Regions from separate parts of the Mus musculus genome. Here all the other regions are linked to region 2. A link is a contact called in public Hi-C and HiChIP or PLAC-seq data. All regions are on one chromosome and are shown on one strand. Each heading gives the region's core, a stretch centred on a gene start, on an enhancer-like site or on the middle of the called end of the contact. The rest is flanking DNA. Distances are from core to core; before and after follow the strand shown.

The links. HiChIP or PLAC-seq counts read pairs in DNA pulled down with a chosen protein or histone mark. A called contact is a pair of places that touch in the nucleus more often than the background predicts.
Region 1: a contact with region 2 is called in a Hi-C map of liver, with 2.1 times the contacts expected there. The contact joins two enhancer-like sites. A contact is called at or near these places in 1 of 15 datasets of contacts at CTCF or cohesin (the NIH/3T3 cell line), 6 of 484 Hi-C or Micro-C datasets (cortical neurons, liver, muscle stem cells and 2 more) and 3 of 115 datasets of contacts at active chromatin or transcription factors (liver, oligodendrocyte precursor cells and pancreatic cancer cells).
Region 3: a CTCF HiChIP or PLAC-seq map of the NIH/3T3 cell line shows a contact between it and region 2, with 20 read pairs. The contact joins two enhancer-like sites. A contact is called at or near these places in 2 of 15 datasets of contacts at CTCF or cohesin (both in the NIH/3T3 cell line), 3 of 484 Hi-C or Micro-C datasets (3T3-L1-derived adipocytes and uterus) and 3 of 115 datasets of contacts at active chromatin or transcription factors (extraembryonic endoderm stem cells, hepatocytes and neural progenitor cells).

What each region holds. Positions count from the first base shown.
Region 1 is chr3:58,233,723-58,238,175 of GRCm38.p6, forward strand. No RefSeq gene overlaps it. Among named protein-coding and RNA genes, the nearest start is that of Gm40057, 24 kb to the left of the region's middle. Within about 2 kb of position 1,294, at least 18 of the 459 cell types and tissues checked have an H3K27ac peak or open chromatin away from gene starts, as enhancers often do. A contact at or near this core is called in liver and pancreatic cancer cells, where this site is marked.
Region 2 is chr3:58,370,061-58,375,042 of GRCm38.p6, forward strand. No RefSeq gene overlaps it. Among named protein-coding and RNA genes, the nearest start is that of Tsc22d2, 42 kb to the right of the region's middle. Within about 2 kb of position 2,526, at least 227 of the 459 cell types and tissues checked have an H3K27ac peak or open chromatin away from gene starts, as enhancers often do. A contact at or near this core is called in the NIH/3T3 cell line, liver, pancreatic cancer cells and 1 more, where this site is marked.
Region 3 is chr3:58,201,372-58,205,635 of GRCm38.p6, forward strand. No RefSeq gene overlaps it. Among named protein-coding and RNA genes, the nearest start is that of Gm40057, 8.4 kb to the right of the region's middle. Within about 2 kb of position 1,955, at least 43 of the 459 cell types and tissues checked have an H3K27ac peak or open chromatin away from gene starts, as enhancers often do. A contact at or near this core is called in the NIH/3T3 cell line and uterus, where this site is marked.

The sequences.
Region 1 (4,453 bases), core at 44-2,543, 140 kb before region 2:
ATAGCTGTACTGTGAGCCTTCATGTGGTTGTTGGGAATTGTATTTAAGACCTCTGCTCGCTCCAGTCAACCCCGCTCGCTCTGGTCAACTCTGACCCCTCAGTCCCTGCTCGCTCTGTCCCAAAGATGTATTTATTATTGTACATAAGTACACTGAAACTGCTTCAGACGCACCAGAAGAGGGCGTCAGATCCCATTACAGGTGGTTGTGAGCCACCACGTGGTTGCTGGGATTTGAACTCAGGACCTTGAGAAAAGCAATCAGTGCTCTTAACCCCTGAGCCATCTTGCCAGCCTGGCCCTTGGATTCTTAAAGCTAACTTTTAAATCCATAGCTTTTTAATAAACAGCCAACTTCAAATTACAATAAAGTGATTAGGAAAATATTACTGTTTTTCTTTTGACCATTTCTGGAGTACATTTTACATAGAACAAGTTTAAATCGTAATAAGTTTAAAGCATTAAAAATTAGGATACTTTAGTAGAATTGGTTTCTCCTGAAACCCTTTGGGCCATTCTATCTCACACAGATTGTTGTCGTGGTCAATTGCATTAGTGATTAAAATGTTGATTGAGGCCTTTTCACTGAACATTTTCCTACCTCTCTAGAAATGCCAGAGTAATCTAATCTTCTTACAACTCTTGGAACAGGAGACAAACAATGATACATCTCTTCCTTATTCTTCTTTATGTATATGAGTTAGGACCTGACAATTCAAATATACATATATATATGTATGTACATATATACACACACACATATATATACACATGTGTGTGTATATATGTGTATGTGTGAGTGAGTGTGTATATATGTGTGTGTATATATATGTATGTGTATGTATTATATGTGTGTATATGCATATGTATATGTATATACACACATATATATATCTTAATGGGAATTAAGCAGTGTATACATACATATACATTATGGGCATACACATATATATATAATGTGTATACATATATGTGCATACACACACATCTCACACACACACACACATATATATATATATATATATATATATATATATATATATATATATATTGCCACATTATCTTAAGACTATCCAGACATAAGTGTTTGCAAATTGTGGGTAGGAGATTGTGCTAAATTTGTGAAAAAAAATGCCTATGTTGTTGACAGTAGGGTTCATATGCTAAACTTATGGAGATGGTCCAAGAGTAAGCAACAGGGCAAACAGGAACTTTGGAAAGCTGTAAGTCACAAATGACCAGCAGTTGTTGTGTGCTTGGATGAGTTGCCACATCATTGGGTAATAGTAAATGAGTACACCATGGTTTCTCCATTTCCTAGCACATCATGGCCACATACATCACACTAACATGCTTGCCCGCCTTCAACAGAGTCAACATCAACATGACATCACCCACAGCTAATCAACACACAGCCACGATGCCAGGGGACTTGTTGAGAGAACCCTTTTACGCACAAGTGGCATGGTGTGTACGCAATAGGTTTGATAAGCTGCCACCATACATACCCAGGAGGTCTGAGCTGTATTTATAAAATAGCACCCATGGCTGCCTCAAAAACTGTGCCAGGTTCCCAAGAACATCACATGCCACAAGAGAAGCCACAGTGGTGATGGACAAAAGGTGGCTAGGGACAACCTTTGTTCACCATCCCATCACATGGCTCTATAATAAATATTAGTCACCCAGTGTACACATAGGATGTGGCAAAGCTCCCTGAAAGGACAAATCCCGCTGCCAGAGGTCAGAGTACAATCACGGTTCCAGGCAGATAGATCCCTAATCAGATTTATTGTCTTTACTTAGAAGAGCTACACTTTTCCCATTAAGCAGATGCTATGTGGGGAGAGCAGATTAAACCTTTATTATAGAGGCCTTCTCTTCCTCTTTTCCTTCTGACCCTCAAACAGTTGTGGTCCTCTTATTTTAATTAAAGCAGCTTTGTGTTTTAAAGTTTTGGTCTCTTATCTAGCCCTAAGTCAATACAAATAATTTCAAGTGATCTTCCCATTTAGGCCCACTGACTAGAGGCACTACAGAAGCAAGCGGCATGGCTACCTGGGGCACAGGCCCATCTTTTCAGACTCTCTCACTTCTGGTCTTCATGCAATGACACTCTTCTCTCAATGCCTGGCTGTGGATTTTTCAGCAGGCCTCGTCAGAGTAGTAGCCCTTCCATATGCACTACAGGGTCTACACACAACGTGACAGCTTGTACTACCTAAAAATACAAATATTCTGCACTTTGGAGTTTGTTTCTCCAGCACAATAGCCTATCTTCTTGAAAATTATCTGCACTAGGCTGTTAGAGAGGTAGTTCAGCAGTTAAGAGCACATGTTGTGAGAGCCAGAGTTCAGCTCCCAGCATTCACACCAGGCAACTCCAGCTCCAGGAGATAAAATATCTCTGGCCTCCATAGCCCCTTAGTATGTACACACACACACACACACACACACACACTTAAATATATTTTTAAAGAAAGAAAGTCTCTATATTATAGGAAAGTTCACACTGTGCCTCCTCTTATTCAAGGAGAAAGTTAAGACTGATAGAAACAATTGGCAGTAATCTAGGCATGTTGAGGTAAAAATTACACAGCATTTACACACAGAAAATCTTCTGAATGTCTCTGCAAACAGAGTGCCCATTTTATAGATTCTGTGTGTGCAGACAGAATGCGGCCTGAGCCACCTCAGGTCCCTTCTCTATTATGTTTCCTTTATAAAAGGATTGACAGATCACAGACATTTTGGGTCATGTCTTGGGACCCTAGTGGCTGGAGTAAGACTGTTTCTAAGTCCCAATCCCATCCATCATTCCAACCACATACTTCATGCTTGTTCTGTTCCTCCTGATTGAAGCAACACGAGCATCAGGAGACCTTGCTGGACATGTGAATTCTTATGATGTATATATAAATAAAAATATCAATATGAACACAAAAAAGTCTCTTGATTACACAGTAGCAGTAACAAAACTCAAGTCTACCAAATGCCTGCATCTGAGACTACTTCTTAACTAGAAGTCTCAAACAAGGCTGAGAAGTGTCAGAGAGCTTTTGGCATGCCATGGCCAAATGCATTTTACCGAGCCTCAGTGTCCAAGCTAGCTATCTGCTAGTGCCTTTTCCTGCTACTGCAACAACTTACCCTACAGAAACAACTTAAGGAGGGATTTATTTGGGCTCTTAGTTTAAAAGGGATACGGTTCATCGTGGTGATGAAGGCACAGATAGTAGCGGCCCACAGATGTGTCTTCTGGAGCTTGAGGTGACTTTCTCCTACCTTGGCACACCAGGAGGAAGCAGGGCTATGTTATAAACCTCACAGCCCCCAACAACCCATTTCCTCTGTCTAGAATCCCTTAAAGTTTTACGACCCTTTTCGACAGTCCGGTCTAAGAGCTCAGCCACGGGCCGGGCGGTCAGAGACACCCCTCATCCACACCATCACTGTTAGCGATTTCGTTTTCCATCCGTCTACTCTCTGTGAATCTACACCTGCTTTGCCAATGTCCCTCTGTTAATAAGAAAATGGATGTGGTGCCTCAGCCCAGACTGGCAGTCAGAACCAATGCTGAGATCCTGAGGTCCACAGGCCCAGAGCTCCACTCCAAGCCTCCACCTTCGAGCGCCCTGCTTTGCAACCCTAGACATCCATTCTGACACTAGGTATTCTGAGTTCAGTGGAGGAGGAAGGGGACTTTTTTCTCAAGCATCAAGCACTGTGGCTTGATCACACAGCTTCTAAACTTTCCTGTTCTTCCTCTAGTCCCAGAAGAAACAGTGCCTGAGAGTTAGAGAAATAACACCAGGCAACAGCCCTTCCTGCTGTGGTCAGTTCCAGTCAGTTGTACTTCCTAACATTTTTAAGACTGTTTAAAAGAGTGCTCTAAAATCTTCCTCAACGTTGTCAAAAGAGACGTTCTGGAAAGACTCCAGAAAATAGTCTTCTAGGGCTAGGAAAGGAAGCAGAGCACACGATTGTTTTGTATTTACAACTCCTTCCTGATGTACCATACAGAATGTACCATATAGAATGTGATTTTTCTTAGCTCTGTTTTGCTTGCTGAGATGTAGTCAGGAGAATTACTGAAGACCGAACATCGCTCTGAAAAGTGTTCAGTCATGGGAGCCAAGAAAGCACTTCCTAGAGATGATGACTTTTCTGAAGTGAAAATTAAACTTCTCAGAGAGAAATTTCTCCCAACAATAATGATGCAGACTCTTATGTGTCCTCAGTCTGTTGGGTTTCCATACCCCTACATGCTCTTCCTACCCTTATCCTATAACTCCATGATTATGGAAGGTCTGGACCCAGCATCTCTCTCTCTCTCCTCTGTTAAAATGTCTCCTCAGGGACCACTGTAAACAGAGAAAATGGGGTCAAATTACAAAATACTGAAAGCAGTAAAGATTATACTTCTTTTAAATTTTTTGAAAAAGTCTTCTAAT
Region 2 (4,982 bases), core at 1,276-3,775:
GAATCTTTTCTTCATTCAGGAATATAAACTTAGAGTTGGGAAGACCAGATGACATCCGTGGCTTCCTGCCCACTGAGTTGGGACAGTGAGCTTCAGATGAGCTTTAGCTTTGCATCCAGAGCCATTGGTTGATCCACATGGGTGAGTGTACCTCTGTTAAAGGGCCATTCATGAACCCACGCATGCCGGCTGGTAGTAGAGCAGTAATTGTGACGTCCCCCTTTTTAATTCTGAGACTTATACTTTTCCTCTACATTCTATTCTCTCATATTAAAAGTAATACAAATCCTTGATTATCCCTGTGGATTTTTATAGAAGAGTCTCATATTTCATAAGAACTGTGTTCCCTGGAGCAAGATTCATGACTACATGGTCTTATCTCTTAATCACATGCTAGTTCCCTGTGTGGACTGTCCTTTCTCTAACCTCTATGTCAACCCTTAAAATTCCACCAGTCTTTCTAGTTCTAGCCAAGTCTTTCCTCCTTCCAGAAGGTTCCCTATAGAGGACTTGCTTCCCTGTTTGAACAGCCATATCTTACAGTCTTTTCACTGTATGGTATTGACTAAGATATGTCATACATAACTTTCACTCTCTTCTTCTCCAAAATAAATGTTCTTTAAATTATTAAAGGGTAGTGTTTAATTTTTGTTTAATAGAGTAAGAGTTTCAACTTACCCCAGGCTCTTGCTTTTTGAAAACTCTGAAATGTTTCTGAAGTATTCAACCTGTTGGTTTCTTCGTGTGCTTGCCTTGTGCTTATTATTGGTTTCAGTGTTTGTAAACTGTTGCATTTTAAAGGCAGGGGTGCCTTCCATGAAACTAGTAGGTTACATAGCCTAGTGCCTATATGTTTTCCCCTTTAACAAAATTAAATCCACTTACCAGATGCATTTCTAGAGCCTCCTGAAAATATGTGTCATGCTTATGTGTGGCTGCATTCCAGAGAACTGAATATGTGCTACGGAGCAAGAGCTGCGCTAGGGGCAGGGAGAAAACCCTTACAAGGCAAGAGAACTGAGGGGACTCTAAGCTCTGGGCTAAATGAAGAATGAGGCAGTGCTGTTTCAAAATGCTGAGTCCAGTAAGAAAAGAAAAAGAATTGAAGTGAGAGAGGTGTCTGCCCATACCCAGCAGATCACAGACTCATCAAATAGAGAAGGAGCTTCGGGGCATCTAGATTTACATTCTTAGTCAGAGCACCACCCTAGGTGGTTTCTAGGCCATTTCTTACCAGCCTCCACTCCTTGAGAGATCTTCAGACTATCTCAGAGTCCCTTGAGAAACCATCCCTTCCCTCGACTTCCCTATTGTCCTGTGGCATGAGACCTGCAGTACAGCTCTAGATCCGAGGGAGGTGAAGAGGAGGGAGGGTATGACTTTGCCACTCAGAAGTTGACAAACTGCCTGACCCCTTACAACTTTAGTTTTCTGCCCCTATAAACCTATAAACCTAGCCAGTAATACCTACGATCTGGTTCACACGTTAGTTGTTGCTCAACAAACAGCAGCTATTGAAACAGTACAGCACTGTGTTAAATGCATGGAATGTAGAGCCAGGCAGGGATGGCACCACACCTCGACATCTGCCTCTGTGTGGCAGAACTTTCCCATCCCAGGTTCCCGATCTCCCATACAGGGATGATAAGGATCATTTCACGGGCAGGGTTAATGAAGGGATGGCATGGCTCTTGTTCAGAGCTGGTTACATTACAAGCATTCAGTGGACGGAGGAGCAGTAAGTGGAATTGTCGTTATCACAATAAGGCAACGGGAGGCAACAGCTAAGACTGGTGAGCTGCTACTGAGCTCTCTGCCCTCAGTCTTCCTTGATTGTGAGATCTTAGCATCTCCATTCCCTTCTCAGTAGCTTAGAGACATCAGTAGTGGCTGTTTTGTTGGACTAAACCCACTGGTATATGCTCATTCCTTACAACACTGGCACACAGTAAATAATGATTATTGGACATTATCATCATAAGTTGCCCTCCTATCTCTAGTTTAGGGGGCATTTCTATCAGTAGTTTTAGAGCATGAGATTTTAAGCAGTTAAATAAATTGGAAGTTTGAGTGTTCTCTGATGACTAATCTAGACTACCATTTCCCCTGGAAATAAGTCAGGCTTTCAGCCATAAGCGGTTTGCAACTGGGCCCCAGCTGACTGTTTCTTCAGTGTGGACGTGTAAAGCAGACAGTGAACTGCGTCTTATAAATCAGTCCTTCCAGAGAGAGACAACAACATTGTCATTGTCTCCTTTCTCTGGCCCTTCATCTTAAGGGCCAGCCCTGTGGAGGGAAGAGACTTTTACAGTTAGACACATTGCTCACTCCCCTCCTGGGCTTCAGCCTGGGCAGTAGGACACTCCGAAGCTCCAGAGTGTACTGCAGAAACAGCATAAGCCACTCATTTAGGTCTGGGAAAGCTTTACAGCCCAGGAAGCATTCTCACCCCCACCCTCCCTCTTGTCTTCAGCCAATAATCTGGCAACTCAGTGATGTCACCCTGCTGTTATGCAAAATGACTTAACTGTTGGAAAGGTGACAGGAATTCCAGTGACTGCAGGATCACAATGAAACTGCTTAGCCGCTCACTTAGTCATATTACACATCACCGATAAGTCACTTTCGAGCTGTGATTAACCAACTGTGCAAACAGCACCACTGTCAGAACAGAAAAGTCAGGGCCCGTGCCTTATGCTCTAAATGATCATATTCAGTTACTGCAGTGTCTGAATCATGCCATCGAGGTGACCATTGAACATTCCAGGAACACCAGGCCTTAGAAAGGAACAGCTGTAGGAAAGACAGCACTTTCTAGCCTTAATTTTCAACAGAACATTTATACAAAATTACTTTGCCCGTCTCTTAAAATTAGTCATTTTAAACTCTTGACGATCTTACCAGTCGAAAGACAGTGGGAAGAGGAGGAGCCTGTGCCCTGCTCCGTGAGAGCAGGAGCTGCCAAGCCTCGTTTCTTTTGCTCACACAAACTGACCTCTGTCACTGGCCACAGGAGGTAGGTATCAACTTGTTCTACAGTATCAGTTGTTAAAACAATGCTTACATTTTTCTCATTTCTGATGTGTGTGTGTGTGTGTGTGTGTGTGTGTGTGTGTGTTTAACTAACCAACCCTGAAAAGCACAAAAGGAAGGAAACTCTTCACCATCCTTCCCTCCTAAAACTTAATACAACATAAATCCTTACCTGGCATTGTGGTAGGTGCTGGGCACTGAAAGACTAAAAAGACTCCCACACATGCCCCCGAAGGAGTCCACAGCGTAAAGTAATAGGGTGACTGACTCAAAAGCAGGCACTTAGCAGAAGCTGCGAATGTGAGCTGGAAGGAGCAGAGGGGTTTATCAAGGCAGATTATCCTAGAGCAGGCTACTCAAAGCTTAGTCCAGCAGATGACCGAAGAATTTATAAACTATGAAGACTAACTGAGAGCAAAGCCTTAGAAACGTTTAGAGCAATGTGACAGAGGAAATGCATTTCTGTTGGGAGTCAATAATTGTTTTCAAAATAGTGTTTTTATTGATTCCTTAAGAATTTCACTTTGTACACCCTGATTGCTCTCACTTCCCAGTCCTTCCATGCCCTCTTCCTCCTTTTCTCCTCCTCCAACAACAACAAGTCCAATTTGTATGGCTCATATACTAACTGGAGCATAGTTAAACTCCCAGTGGCCTGCCCCCTAAAGAAAATTGAGTTTCTCATCTGTGCCCTCCTCCAGAAGCCATCAGTTGTGAATTTTTAAGAGTTCTCTTTCGATGGTTCCTAATTAGGCTGCTACATCGAGACATCGGGAGGGATTATTACAGAAGCCTTCCAAGTCCCTCTTTCTCAGTTGGGCATCAGCAGTTATCGACATCACAAAGTAGCTTTCCTGCTCTTTATAGTCACCTGGAGCTTGGACTAAGGACTTTTCCCCATGGTTTCTGGCAACAGCACCGACCATGAATACGGGCCCTGGTACAGTAGGACCATGGCCCTAGGCAAAGTTCTTGGAGGCAGCCTAGACGGTGTATATCAACATGGCTTCAGTCTGCAGCAGGTCCCTGGAGCCAGACTTGGCCCCAGACAGCACCACAGCTTCAGGTGGGTAGCACACACCAAGCACGGCCCCAGGGCATGGCACAGACCAGATAGCCACAGAGCATTAGATGTGAGACAGGCCACCACCTGGCCCCTGGCCCCTGGTCCCTGGCCCCATCAGGACCACTGACCCACACATAGTCCTCATCCACATCACAGGACCGTGGTGGTCCTTCACGAAGGTCTAGTCCAGAAAGTGAAGCCTTCCTTATCTTGGCCTCTGGCACAGCCCAGAGTCTGAGAGATCCCACGGCCAGGGAGCAAGTTAGGGGTTGAGTCTGTGTCTTTGTAAATTCCATACTGCTACCCACTACCCAGCTGACCACACTGCACCTGTTTCACGGTGGACTCCAGTGCTCCTCACACCTGTCACCGGCATCATGTCTCCTTTCTACATTAAGTCATTCAACAAAATAGATGTTTGCTTTCATTTTCAAACATTAAAAAAAAATTGAGAAAAAAAAATGTCTTTCTGGATACAAACACAAGGATGATGGTAGTAAAATAGAAACAGAAACCAGTCCTAGGAAAGAGTAAGCATTCAAATATCAAGACAAACAGAATTTCTCTGATTTAGCGTCAGCCTTGACTCTGAGCTTTCTGCCCTGGGAGGAAGAACTTCAGAGTCACAATCAGTACAATTTCTGTTTTTATGATGAAGAAAGAAACATGTAAGTTTCTCAGCAACACATTTTTCCTGCCAGTAAAATCTATTTTGAAAAGTTTTAATGCCAAGGACAGCAAATGTTTGCGGTATGGTAGACATCAATCTAAATAGCATTTGTATAATAAACACATGAGTAATTTAAACTGTCTCTTACAGAGATCCTCATCAGTGAGTGTCAAGATATAACCGGAAGACTTTACCCAATCCAAGAATAGAACT
Region 3 (4,264 bases), core at 705-3,204, 170 kb before region 2:
GAGAAACTAGACTTATACTTCTCAGAATTCATGCCCTGTAGCACAGTTCCTAGAAGCCATCACTCTCTCTCTCTTCCATTTTCTTCCTCCAGGCAGCTGCTGAGATTTACAGTGTGCCTACCTTGGGATATTCTTTTAAACTCTAATGAACTTGTCCTCTTTGAATAGGCTTTGGCTTTGCTTGACTTTCAAACTCTTCCTGGCTCTTAACTCTTTAATCAAACACACACACACACACACATATAATGAGAAACTGGACATTTCTATTACTGTATATTAATTATACAAGATAATGGGTATCATGACTTTCATATGTGTCTACAATATACGTTAATAATATTTCACCCCATCACCCTTTCTTGTCCTCTTCCCTCTCTGCCCTTATTCCCCAACCCCACCAACTAGTTATGCTCCTAACTGCATGTTTCCGTAAAAACAAAAAACAAGAAACAAAAACCAGAAAGAATCTAGGTTCTGCACATGAAATAAAACATACATTATTTATACAAAAAGTACTTTTCCTTCCAGTTCTCAGACTGGGAAATGGATGTTCAGATTAAACTACCAAGATCTCACACAATGAGGAGAATACAACTCTTTAATGGAAAACTGAATGTTGGGATTCAGGATGGGTTGTGATAGACAAGAAATAACAAATAAACACTGCACAGGCCAGATAAGAAAAAAGAAGCATGTGCCAACCGATCAAGCTATTTTTTAGGTGATTAAGATAACAATTTTCTAATTTTCTTTTTTATTTATATTATGTATATGAGTATGCTGTCTTCAGACACATCTGAAGACGGCATCGGATCCCATCACAGATAATTGTGAGCCTCCATGCAGTTGCTGGGATTTGAACTCAGGACCTCTGGGAGAGAAGCAACCAGTGCTCTTAATTGCTGAGCCATCTCTCCTGCCTCTGTCAAACTATGCTTACATTTGATAATCATTCATTGGATTTCAAATGTTAATGCCCCCAATTAGGGAATATGTAGAGAAATGTAGAACAAAAATATTTTTCAATTACTAAGTCCAATAAGGAAGAGGGACAGAGGTGGGAATAATATCTCTAAAGAAAGTTCACAAACTAAGAATAATATATGATGTTCTTATAGCTAAAGGGGACATAATAAAGCCCATCAGGCCCTTACTCTGAGGATAGCGTTAATCCCTTAACAATCAGACTTGGAAGACTAAACCCACAGAATGTCTGCCTTAGATTTAATACAACACGTGCTGTCACTTATTTGCCAAACTGGTATATATGATGAGCAGACAATTAGAACACAGATATGCCCACTAAATGTGTGAATGAATGAATGAATGAGTGAGTGAGTGAATAGATAAACAAATATAATTTTAAAATGTTTAATGGTATTTATATATTGGCTTGTGGAAAAGACAACTATTTTAGCCTCCTGCTTTTGAGGTTTATATGACTTGTTTATTTTTGTTCAGCTCTACCTTCCACAGAGAGTTCATTTAGGACAGGATAAATTATGGCTGAAAGTGGCACAAATAAACGTGAAAACAGACAGTCATGTGACAAGAGAAATCTAGATTTAGAAATTCAACCTGGAGATTAAACTGCTGGAAATATTCTTAATGTATATTTTAGTGGTAAATTGTTGACATTCTTTCCGTGCTTCCCGACCTCAGCTATTCAATCTTCTCGGCTGTGGTTAAGGGAAAAATTCAGGAATAGATAACTTTAGAGAATTAGGGAGACAGTGCTTTGCCTGTGGTTAGGAAAAAAATGAGGAAATGAAGAGAAAGGGGAGAAGGAGGGAAGAAAGAAGACAAAGAAAAGAGAAGGAGAAAGAAGAGTGAGTTTCCGTTGCTTGGGATGAGCTGGTGAGAAGTCAAGGCCCAGAAGGTTCCTAAGAGGCTCCATCTTCTCCTTTGGCTGAGCCAGGGGAACACAGATCTGCAGTCAAGTAGCCCAGGCAACACAGCCTTAGTCATTTTATATAAACTGAAGCAAAGAAAAGCAAACTGCATGAGTGGGTGACGCATTTCTGATCATACTGCAATGTCTCAAAACTAGTAAAATCATCTTCAAATACAGCCTCAAAAGGACTTGTTTATCAGGATGTCACATTTATGGCCCAGATGAATTGCATTCAACTATCAACATTATAAAATTGATATACGGGCACTTAGATTGTGGTTTTTCTATTCAGGCCCCAAACTTAATAATACTACATCCCTTTTGCTTGGGAACTTTGAAACTGAGAGCTTTGGGAACTGTGGACATCATAGTCGCTGAGGAGACAGTTTTGTGTATCTCCTTTTATTTTTCCTTGGGACAAGAGGGTTAATTTTTTTTAATAGAATCTCTTTCGGTTTCCAACATGGCAGTAATCAACTAAAAAGACTTTGCCTGGGCCAGGACCTCTAATAAAATTACGAAGGAATCATTTGAACTGATCCCAGATGGAGAAGCTGTGATTTTTAAAGAACTGAAACTTTAAGATTCTTCAGTAATGTTTTGGTAAACTCATCAGGAAGCGCACATTTGTGAGGCTGGGGGACTGAGGTGAGGCTGACAGCCTCAATCCTGCAGAGGCCTCACTTCCACCCCACCCTGTGGAATCCAAAGAGAGAACCTCTATCAGAGCCAAGACCTGCCTTCAGGGCTGCCCACAGCCCTGTTCTGGGAAAGCCCTATAGAAAACAATCATTTTAAATAGATCATATTCAGTTTTATTAAAAACCAAAACAGCTGGGGCATTGATTTGCAAACTTTGTAATGGCCTTGGTATGTCTGATCGGGCCAAGATATTAAAAAGATATTTAAGGAGATGCAGTGAGTGCCTCCAGCCCAAGCTTTGGCATACTCAAACAGTGTCACGGTGCCTTGAGTAATTGTCTCCCTTTATGTTTCTCTATGCAAAGAAGGGGGGAGGGAACATTTATAACCGGATTTACTGTGACACATGTAGTATAAGGAAAGCCTGTGCCATTTGCCAGCACTCCTGGACAACCCGCCCCCTCCCAGTTGCTCAGCCATGTGTCCTAGGAATGATGTGAGCAGGCATTAAGTTGGTGGTAAAGGATTCTGGGATCTGAATGCTTTAACAGAAATGCCAGAAAGCTCAGGAGCTGTTGGCTTAGGGGAAGAAAGCAGCAGGAAGGTCTGATCAACAGCTAGGTATTCTTAAAGATGCTTTCACCCTGACCATGGAATAGACTGAGGTTGACTGTCTCACTGGGGCCAACAGCCTTGCTGAGACTTGCTCAGGCTTAGTTAGTGGAGCTTTCCATTGTCCTAGGCTTAGGTTCCTACCTTGCCATCCCCACTCCGCCCTACAAGTGCTCTCCGGTTTCTGTCTGCCTGCTGCAGCCTCACTCTTGGTCATCAGACTTTTGGCCTACAAGCTCTTAGCCACACAGGTTATTGGGCTATGAGAAAGCAGCTGCTGTTTGGCCATTCATGTTTCTAGTCTACTGCTTATTGTAAAACAAGTTTAAGTGCCTCTGCTCTTGGAATAAAAGCAACATTTATTGGACACCTACTATAGGGATGACTGCACAGGACACTGAAAAGCTAGACAAAATTGGCATGTGTGATGGGTCTTTGCCTTGAAAACTCTACAATCTAATTGAGATTTAGTGATCTCCTCTATGTCTGAGTAAACTTCAGTCAAGTTTCCTAAATTCTATATCCCTCAGTGCCTCCATAGAACAAATACTCTACAGAACTACTGGGAAATAATGGGTATAAAATGCTTAGAGCAGTATATGGTAATAAGAGCTAGTATATTGTGGCCAGTTTTGGGGCCCTTAGCAGTAGGATAGAGGGTAACAAAACCAATCATCTGTCATATTTTATATTAAAAGTTTTGAGTTCTTAGTGTGCCACAGAAGGTGGGCATTACTGTTGTGCATTCATTTTTTAAAAGATTTATTATTTTGTGTATATGAGTACACTGTAGCTGTCTTCAGACATACCAGAAGAGAGCATCTGACCCCATTACAGATGGTTGTGAACTACCATGTGGTTGCTGAGAATTGAACTCAGGGCCTCTGGAAGAGCAGTCAGTGCTCTTAACCACTGAGCCATCTCTCCAGCCTGTGCATTCATTTTTTTTAAAACACAGGGATCCTCTGCCAGGTTACTAACTCATGTAAGCTTTCCTCATTGACAGAGATTATAGTCAGTGCCAAAGCTCATGATTTTATAAAGTCAAATGAAATCTTAAATAGTACTTCTAAGATACTAGCGTATATATGGTAAAAATGATAGTCAGTGGATTTC